Linked DNA regions of Hordeum vulgare: region 1 is linked to region 2. A link is a contact called in public Hi-C data. All regions are on one chromosome and are shown on one strand. Each heading gives the region's core, a stretch centred on a gene start, on an enhancer-like site or on the middle of the called end of the contact. The rest is flanking DNA. Distances are from core to core; before and after follow the strand shown.

Region 1 (4,310 bases), core at 734-3,233, 180 kb after region 2:
GTGCATTACTCTCTCAAAAGCCGCACCACCATACAGCTTAAGGCTGGAGTTGGGAGGTTTTACAGGAACACTGGTGCCAGGCCAGCTGTTAATACCACTGTGAATTTGCTCCTCTTCAGTAGTTTTCCCCCACACCTCTGGGGCTGGATCAGCTGCTCCATCAAGTAATGCACGCTTCCATACAAAAAATATAGTGCCAGTTAGCTCCAGTACAAAAAATAGCAACCTAATTACAAAGAAATGTTATGCAAGGACAGATTGTGCTTTGTTTACATACCAAATGGGTGCAGATAGAAGCAGCATGAAGCATTGCCGATCTTCTCAGCTGAGAGACGTCAGAGGTTGCTTGCAGTTTGGAGTCCAGTCTGGATAGGTCCATCGAGACATCACTGCATCTCTGCTCCAACAATGCTAGGGTGGCTGGAGCTGCTTCTTTGTACCTCTTCTGAAGTTCAGACTCCAGATACTTCCTGAGGCAGCTAAACCCAATGTACGGAGCAAACTTGTCTTCATTGAAACCCCCTTTCACACCATCACGCAAGTGTCGCAGCACATCAATATCTACCTGACATATTTGCCGCCGGAACTCGTCATTGGAGATGGTTCCTCGGTCCTTTGGAAGAGCCACAAAGAATGGGTGGATATTGTCCCCAAGGTAACCGCTTGCGCTCAGGTAGCTATCGACCTCCCACCTTTCGGTAAATTCCTTGAAATGATCAAAACAGGCAACAATATCGTAAGACACGATACCAATTTCATTTCAGTAAATTCCTTGAAATGATCAAAATAGGCGACAACATCATAAGACACAGTACCAATTTCATTTCACAATTTACAGTGAAGAAGCTATTGAACCTCACAGTGTACTGATTGTTCTGCAGGCTGGCAAGCATACCTTGAGTCGGTTGTCAAACTTGGAGATGACTATCATGGTGCGCCTGAAAGTGGGATCGATCTCTCTGATTGCATCGAGCCAGAGCGAAGAGCACCACTCGACGCTGCTCTGCTGGAGGAACAGAATGAGGCGGTGGGGCGGGCTCGCTAGTGTCTTCACCATCGACAGGATCTCCTCAGGCGTCCTCTCCGGCTCACCTTTCTTGGCCTACAGCGGTCAGGAATTCCATCAACCAGCTGACAAACAGACCAAACAACCACTGCACTTTGTTGGGAAGTGGAAGCCCACAATTCACCGCTGCCTACCTTAAGCACGAAACCTGGGGTGTCGATGATGGTGAGGTTGGGGCAGTGCGCGTACTCGGCCCTCATGACGATGGGCTTGGGCGAGACGGCGGCCTTGATCGTCCGTAGGTGCGACTCGGTGCGCTGCTTGATGAGGTCGGCTATGGCCGCGGCCTGCACCATGGGGTGGCCGTACTCCTCCGAGTCCTCCTCCTGCGATGCGCCGCACAACCCACGCTAATCAGCCGCTCGCACGCGTTTACCAGGAGCACCAGACTCGATCTGTGAGGGGAACGAAGGGGGGGAAACCCTAGAAGAGGTGAAGCGGGGCAGTGCACGCACCTGGAAGCGGCAGCGGGGATCGAGGGCGGTGGGGTCGTGGACCATCTGGAGGACGAGGGGGCGGCGGGTGCCCATCTCGACCTCCCGGACGTTGAAGCGGAAGCCGAGGAGCGCCTCCAGGAGCGAGCTCTTGCCGTCCGACTGGCCCCCTATCGCCACTATCTCCGGAATCGGGAGCTTCTCCCCGAACGCCACGGCCGCCGCCTGCAGCCGGTTGTAGGCCTCGAACCGGGCCTTGGTGTCCGACGCGGCGGCGGCCGCCGCCGCCGCGGCCGAGGCCGAATCCGCCACGGTTCGGCGGGCGGACGGGGAAGGGGTGGCCTTGGGGTTCGGCGTCCTGCCCGCCGCCGGAGAGAGGAGGGCGTTGGTCGCCATGGGTGGGGGAGCCAGTGGAAGCGGAGACGGCGGGGTTTGAATTTGAAATGCCGGAGAGGTGTGGGAAAGGGTTGCAGAGTACAGGCTGTAGTGCGAGACAGCGAGAGCCGTTTGGGATCGTGATATTTCTTTATATTATACAGGAGATGGGCCGATCTCGAATCGTGTCTTCGACGCCTCCTCGGCTCCTCCCTCCTGATCGCATCGAGGTCACGGGTCCAGCCCATCCAACCGTTGAAAGTGGACTTGTGTATTCAAGGTACAAGCCCAGTAGCCCACAAAGAACTATTACTCCCTAATCTCAACGCCGATCCCTAAATCAGGACACCGTACAGGTCTACGGACTGTATGGAACGGTTGAAACCAGTCCATAAACAATGATGCAAGAGCCAATCATCCAAAGATGTCTCTTAAATGTCCGCTCAAGTTTAATTATTTTGAATTCAAATCTGCCCGATCACGTAGCGTGCGCTGACCACAAACCAAAAAGAGACAAATATGCATAGATTTTACATGCCCGGTCATAAAAAATATCGTACCGGCATTCAATGCATAAAATAGATGTTTGCCTTGCCCGACCGGCAATCTAAGCCTCCACGCTCACTGTGTCGTTGCCGCCTTCTCGATCGTCCCTTTCTCTCCCTCTCGAGATAACCATTTGTGTGCTTCAATATCCTAAGACTGGCGGCTTTCATGATTAGTCTGGCATCATCATATAATTCCTCCATTTAAAAGGTCAATATCTTCGCATCCTCCAAAGTGGTGCAATCTTAATCTTCTTCTCATCGAGCATGGCTTTCTTCTCTCCAAGCTTGAGCTTTCTCTCGGTTGCCGCCATCGATATGGTAAACCTCTCGGCCTTACATGCCTCCTTGATGTCAGGGCTCTTGACAAATGCCTACTCCTTCTTCGCTAACATGTCCTTGTACCTCTCCATCATCTTGGTTGTCGCCCTTCTCGCTTCGCCTTCTCCTCCTCCCACTTCTTTCCTTGAAACACTCTTCTAACCTTTTTGGACGACTCTTTTGTTGGGTTGGTTTGATCACGTGTTTCTTTCTCGGTGTCCATGTCGACGGTCATGACGGAGTTAGCAATGAATACATTTCATTTGGGTTGCCCATTCAATTTCAACCAACAGGGCAAGACAACAAAGTTCTTCTTCTTCAACTTCATGAACAAATTGCATGCGCGAGAAGGCTAAAGAGTAAAACATTGTCAACAAGTTACATATCTGATTTGGCCAGGTGACCAAAATATAGAGCATATTCGTCCAACAAGTTACATATCCGAGCAACAATTTACATACCCGAGCAACAATTTACATACCCGCCCAAAATATCAACACATATGACAACCTACTTGCTCGGAGATTTGCGCACCACTTGGTCATTGTCCGATGAGTTGCTTCAAGTGGCAACAATACTTGGACACTGACTCTTGGATGATGTACCATCGGTGGTTTGAGAGAATTCACCCACGGTTGCGAATGAGTTCGTCGGCGTAGGGCTCGAAATGTTTGTGTTCGTGGAACCAAGTGTGAATGTAGGCCCAAAATGTTGAGCCTTTTTGCTCTTTATCATGGATTGGATCGATGGTAGTGGCCACCATACATGACACAACAACTCGTCCTCCCTCATGTTGAAGCTTTCTCCCCTATCCTTTTTCTTTGGATCAGTAGCAAATTGAGTCGGATCAAGGTCGTCATCGCCCTCCTCCTCCTCCTCCTGCTAGCCGGTGGCCAAATATAGCTATGTGTACGTGCCGACTACATGCCTGATTGGGTGTACGTGTCTGGCTGCGTGGACTCCGAGTCATCCAGTACGTATGAGACTTGATGTACGTGCCTGGATGCATGCCTGACTAGGTGTATGTGCCCGGTTGCATGGATTCTGAGTCATCCACCTACATGTCCTTGAAGCAGCCTCCACATCCACCTCAATGCCGGGCCCGTGAGCGAAAAAGCTGCGACGATGCAGACGCTCGGAAAAGCAGTGGTGCCGCATTGATTCGACACAATAAGGAACGTGCCCAATGACAGATGTCGGGGCCTGCATATAAAGCTGATGGGCGGTGTTAGGGAGCCTTGTATTGCTCCGTCCAGGACAACGTTTGCACGGACACCTACGGCGACGACGGCCCGTGTCCCTGGCCTCACCCTGCACCACGCCCGCCCTTTGCACGTCCATCGCCGCGACCACCACCTCCGTCGGCTTTCCCTTCTTGGTCGGTTCCGCCTTTTCCTTATGTCTGAGCAAGCGATCTTGAAGTGTCACCGAGTTGATCTTGCAGGCGGTCGTCGCCGGATCCTCAACCATAGTCTCTGACAAGCTTTTCGTACGGGGTCTATGCAACGACGATGGCGAAATAAGGCGAGGCTTGAGATGAGGAGTGACGGGATGAAAGAGGAAAGGGTT
Region 2 (3,989 bases), core at 795-3,294:
TGTTCTCTACTTGTACTTCAACATTTTGCTGAGATCACAACATGTCAAGATATGGTGGTATAGCATGGGCTAGCCGCCGAATGTTCGACCATCACTGAAAAACATGGTACTCTAGCTGCGAATCCTGGCGTGGTTGGTACTCTAGCTGCGAAACATGGGGCAGATGATCCAGGTCTACATCCTGCCTCGAGGGCTGCTGGTTCAAGGCTGAAAAGTGCCAAACGCAGGCAGCACAGCTCGTCAGCAGAATTTGAACTTTTTTTGCAGCAAGCATTCCCATGCTATTTTGTGTACTTCCTTGTATACCGTCAGTCATACTGCGTGATGTGAGCATACTACCAGAGAAGAAGACTCGAGGCATGTTTCCAAATATACTTCAACTTGGATTGCAGCAGCGGACACCGGATTTTGGACAATTATAGCAGCAGCTTCAGGCCATATGCATGCACATGCGCCACTCCTTCCCACAAGATTACAAGGTCGTATTTACGAGCGCGGACGCAAGTCGAAGAAGAGCAATCCAAACAGCAACTGAACCAGCAAACATGAAACGGAAATGGCAAGCCAGGAGAAGAAGAGTCACAACTGGGAAAAGATCTGGCACGGCAAGGTCGGAATTTTTAAGCTTTAATTAATCGATGAAAGGAGTCGCGGCCCCAAAAGAGAACGAACCAACCCCCCTCTTCCTTTCAAGAAGGGAGCAAAAATTACAACAGCGCCGGCGCCGGCGCCGTCGCCGGCGAAGAACGACACGGCAAACACCTTACTATGAAACTAGAACAGCCAAGAAAGGACGGCGATACAGCGACGGCGGTGGCGGCGATAGTAGTCGTAGGTAGGTTACTTAGGCCCTGTTCGGTAACCCACAAGCTACCGGAATCTGCGGAGCTGGGAAACTACAGCTCTCATATTTGAACTACAGCTCTGCCAACTCTGCTCCCAGAGCCTGGAGTGGAGCGTCTCCGAACAGAGCCTGACGCCGGGAGGCGCGCGCAGAGGTGGATGCTGAGGGTCACTCGGCCGGCGCCGCCGCGGACGCGGCCATCCTGGGGGAGCTGACGGGGAAGAGCGGCAGGAGGCGCGGCGGCTCGGCGCCACGCGGCGATGGGTGGAAGAAGAAGCCCTTGTCGGCGATGGCCGCGCGCTCTGCGGCGTCCCCCGAGGACGAGGCCGGCGAGGGGTAGAAGGGGTCGCCGGTGAGCGGGGTGACCGGGCTGAGCTTGAGGGACGGGAAGTCGAGGACGCTCGGCGAGAGGATCTCCGGCGCGGCGGAGGCGTTCCTCGTCGACGGCGACGGCGGCGCCCCCATGGCCAGCGGTGCGATCATCTTGAGGTTCTTGAGACTGCTCCGCCGCTCGTACAGCTTGAAGGACGGCTTCTTCGGGCGGCACGGGCCGCTCCCGCTCCCGCTCCCGCTCGCCGCCTGGTTCCCGGCGCTGCCGCTGCCCGCCGCGGCGGCGTTCTTGGAGGACTGCTCGGAGCCGGTGAGCATCTGGACGACCTGCTTGAAGGAGGTGGTGTCGGCCTGGACGAAGGTGGTGGGGAAAGGGGTGGTCTCGATGGTGCGGGGGACGGGCCTGGGGGAGGGCGGAAGGTTGTGCGGCGGCTGGGCGCGGTGGTAGGGGTGGGACGGCGAGGTGGAGGAGGAGGAGGAAGAGGAGGTGGACGACGACGGGGAGTTGGGGTCCTGCGGAGGCATCGGGAGGAACTGCTTGGTGCACGGCTCCATTGAAGCCTTGTGTCTGCGTATGGTTATGGGATGGGATGGGATGTGTGAGCTTCTCGGGGGCGAGGAGGAGATGGAGATGGAGATGGAGGAAGAGGATTTGAAGCGAGGAAAAAGGGTGGGGAGGTTGGTTAAGAAGAGAGAGGGGAGGGGAGAGGGGGGGAGGGAGGTTAGAGATGCATTGTTGTTTGGTGTGAACTTGACTTTGGACGGATGCTTTCACGTCCGTTACTTCAGCTTTTGTGCCTTTTCTTGCTGGGGTTTCTCAATTTTCTCTCGTCTTTTTCCTCTTTCTTTTCCACATATACGCACTCGGCTGTGTTGGCCAGTGTGCTGCTGGTGCGGCATCATTTGTAGACACATCCTCAACGGGCGACGCTAGCCGCCGGTCGACCGGCGCAAGCCCCGACCGATCGCGGCACAGCCGCATGATCGAACAAACACGGACCGTTGGATACCCTCTTCTCCCCTTTTATCATGAATGAAATAAACAAAAAGAAAAACTAATTGCAGTTGCTTCGCTCCCTCTCCTTCCAATTCAGCCTGGTCCTAGATCGTGTTGTTGCTGCCCAGCGCTAGCCGCGTCGCCGGCACGCCGCCCACCTGTGACGCTAGCCGTCCGTCGACCACCGCCAACCTCAGGCGATCGCGGCACAAACGTATCCCCGACCTGCAACAAACTCATTGTACATCGACCACCGGGGTCATCGACGAGCGACATGGCCTGAACCAAAGCACCGATGAAAACAACCACACGACTTTGTAGCATCCTTACACGCCAGATGCATCACGCTCCACCTTGTGATGCTCGGTCACCGTTCTCGTCCTCGTCGATTAGCTCGCATTGTCTTGTTTGCAGCACACGCCAACAACCGTTCCAACACTCTCGTCGGTTGGTTCCAGGATCCTATGTTGGTAACATCCTTGTCGAATGCGGCTTGGCATCGTGCCAGTTACAACTGCATCGACCATCTGTCACAGCTCAATGTCGTGCGAGATGCAACTGTGTCTGGCGTCAGCCACATCTTTCACTCGTGACGGATGCAGCTTGGGCTGCTCGACGATGTGCCACGCTGCCCTTGCAACACCGTGCCCCTGCCTATGTCGCATGTAGCTAGCCGGCCTTGCGACAACTAGAAGAAGAGCCATGGTGGAGGTAGTTCGGAGGAAGGAGATGGTGCGCTTGGGAAGAACGAGAGTAACACACATGACAATGTTGTTGGAGATATGCTCTAGAGGCAATCATGTGATGATGATATTTTCGTATGTATTCATGAGCCTTCTGTATTGTCCTTGAACTTCATCACCGATATGTATCAATAAGTATGTGACTTGTTTGTGAAACTACATATTGTATGATGATCGTTCTAATGGTCCCTGGTTGATAAGGTCATGTAGACACATATCCTTTGACTACTTTACGATTCAGTTGATGACTATTGATGGTGTCCTAGACTAGGGGGTACTAACCTAGTCGGCCTAGGCTCCTCGGATTGGGCCGACGAGTCCTCCTCTTTCTCAATATGGACTCCGAAAGCTCCACGATGGGGCATGATCGGGACTGCATCTGTCGAAGGCTTGACGTACACTCCAAGACTTCTCCTGCCACCTCCATGCCAAGATACCGACCTTGTGACCCTATATACCCTACTCTGTGTGTATATAAGCCACAGGGTTCGCCCGTAGAAGGGATATACATCAACACAATATCATTCATCTAGCCTTAGGGTTAGAACACTACTTATGATCTCGAGGTAGATCAAGCTTGTACTCGATACTTCATCATCAATATCAACAAGAGTATGGCATAGGGTTTTACCTCCATCAAGAGGGACCGAACCTGGGTAAACATCGTCTCCTTGTTCCTGTTACCATCCGTTCGAGATCCACAGCTCAGGACCCCCTATCCCGAGGTTTGTCGGTTTTCAAACTGACACTAGTACTTTCATTGAGAGTTATGCTCTGAGATCGACAAAAGGGTCGATGGCTCATGTGCAGATTAACTACGTCAACGACTACGGGAATGTTTACGTCCTCGGGCAACTTTTCGTGTTCGATAGCATGACCTTCGACGCCGATTCAACCGGCCATCTGGCCTCCGTTGAGAACTACGCCCCGGATGAGATCGTGACCTTTGGAGGCCTAGAATACACCACGGATTCCCAAGGAGAGCTCATTCTGTCAGGCTGGACGCTCGATCGGGTGGAGGAGCTACCCGACACGAGAGGATCGACTTCGGAACCGATCTCCTTCGAGGACATCG

Evidence for each region. A called contact is a pair of places that touch in the nucleus more often than the background predicts.
Region 1: a contact with region 2 is called in a Hi-C map of leaf, with 6 times the contacts expected there. The contact joins the promoter of LOC123444398 here to the promoter of LOC123440246 in region 2. A contact is called at or near these places in 4 of 6 Hi-C or Micro-C datasets (leaf and seedling) and 1 of 1 datasets of contacts at active chromatin or transcription factors (embryo).

The regions. Positions count from the first base shown.
Region 1 is chr3H:484,784,752-484,789,061 of MorexV3_pseudomolecules_assembly, forward strand. It overlaps LOC123444398 (dynamin-related protein 5A), which reads right to left and starts at 1,984. Exons shown (of 8, transcript XM_045121098.1): 1 at 1,522-1,984; 2 at 1,201-1,392; 3 at 896-1,102; 4 at 278-706; 5 at 1-174. The coding sequence starts at 1,896.
Region 2 is chr3H:484,605,118-484,609,106 of MorexV3_pseudomolecules_assembly, forward strand. It overlaps LOC123440246 (VQ motif-containing protein 4-like), which reads right to left and starts at 2,045. Exons shown (of 1, transcript XM_045116827.1): 1 at 612-2,045. The coding sequence starts at 1,729. The coding sequence ends at 1,013.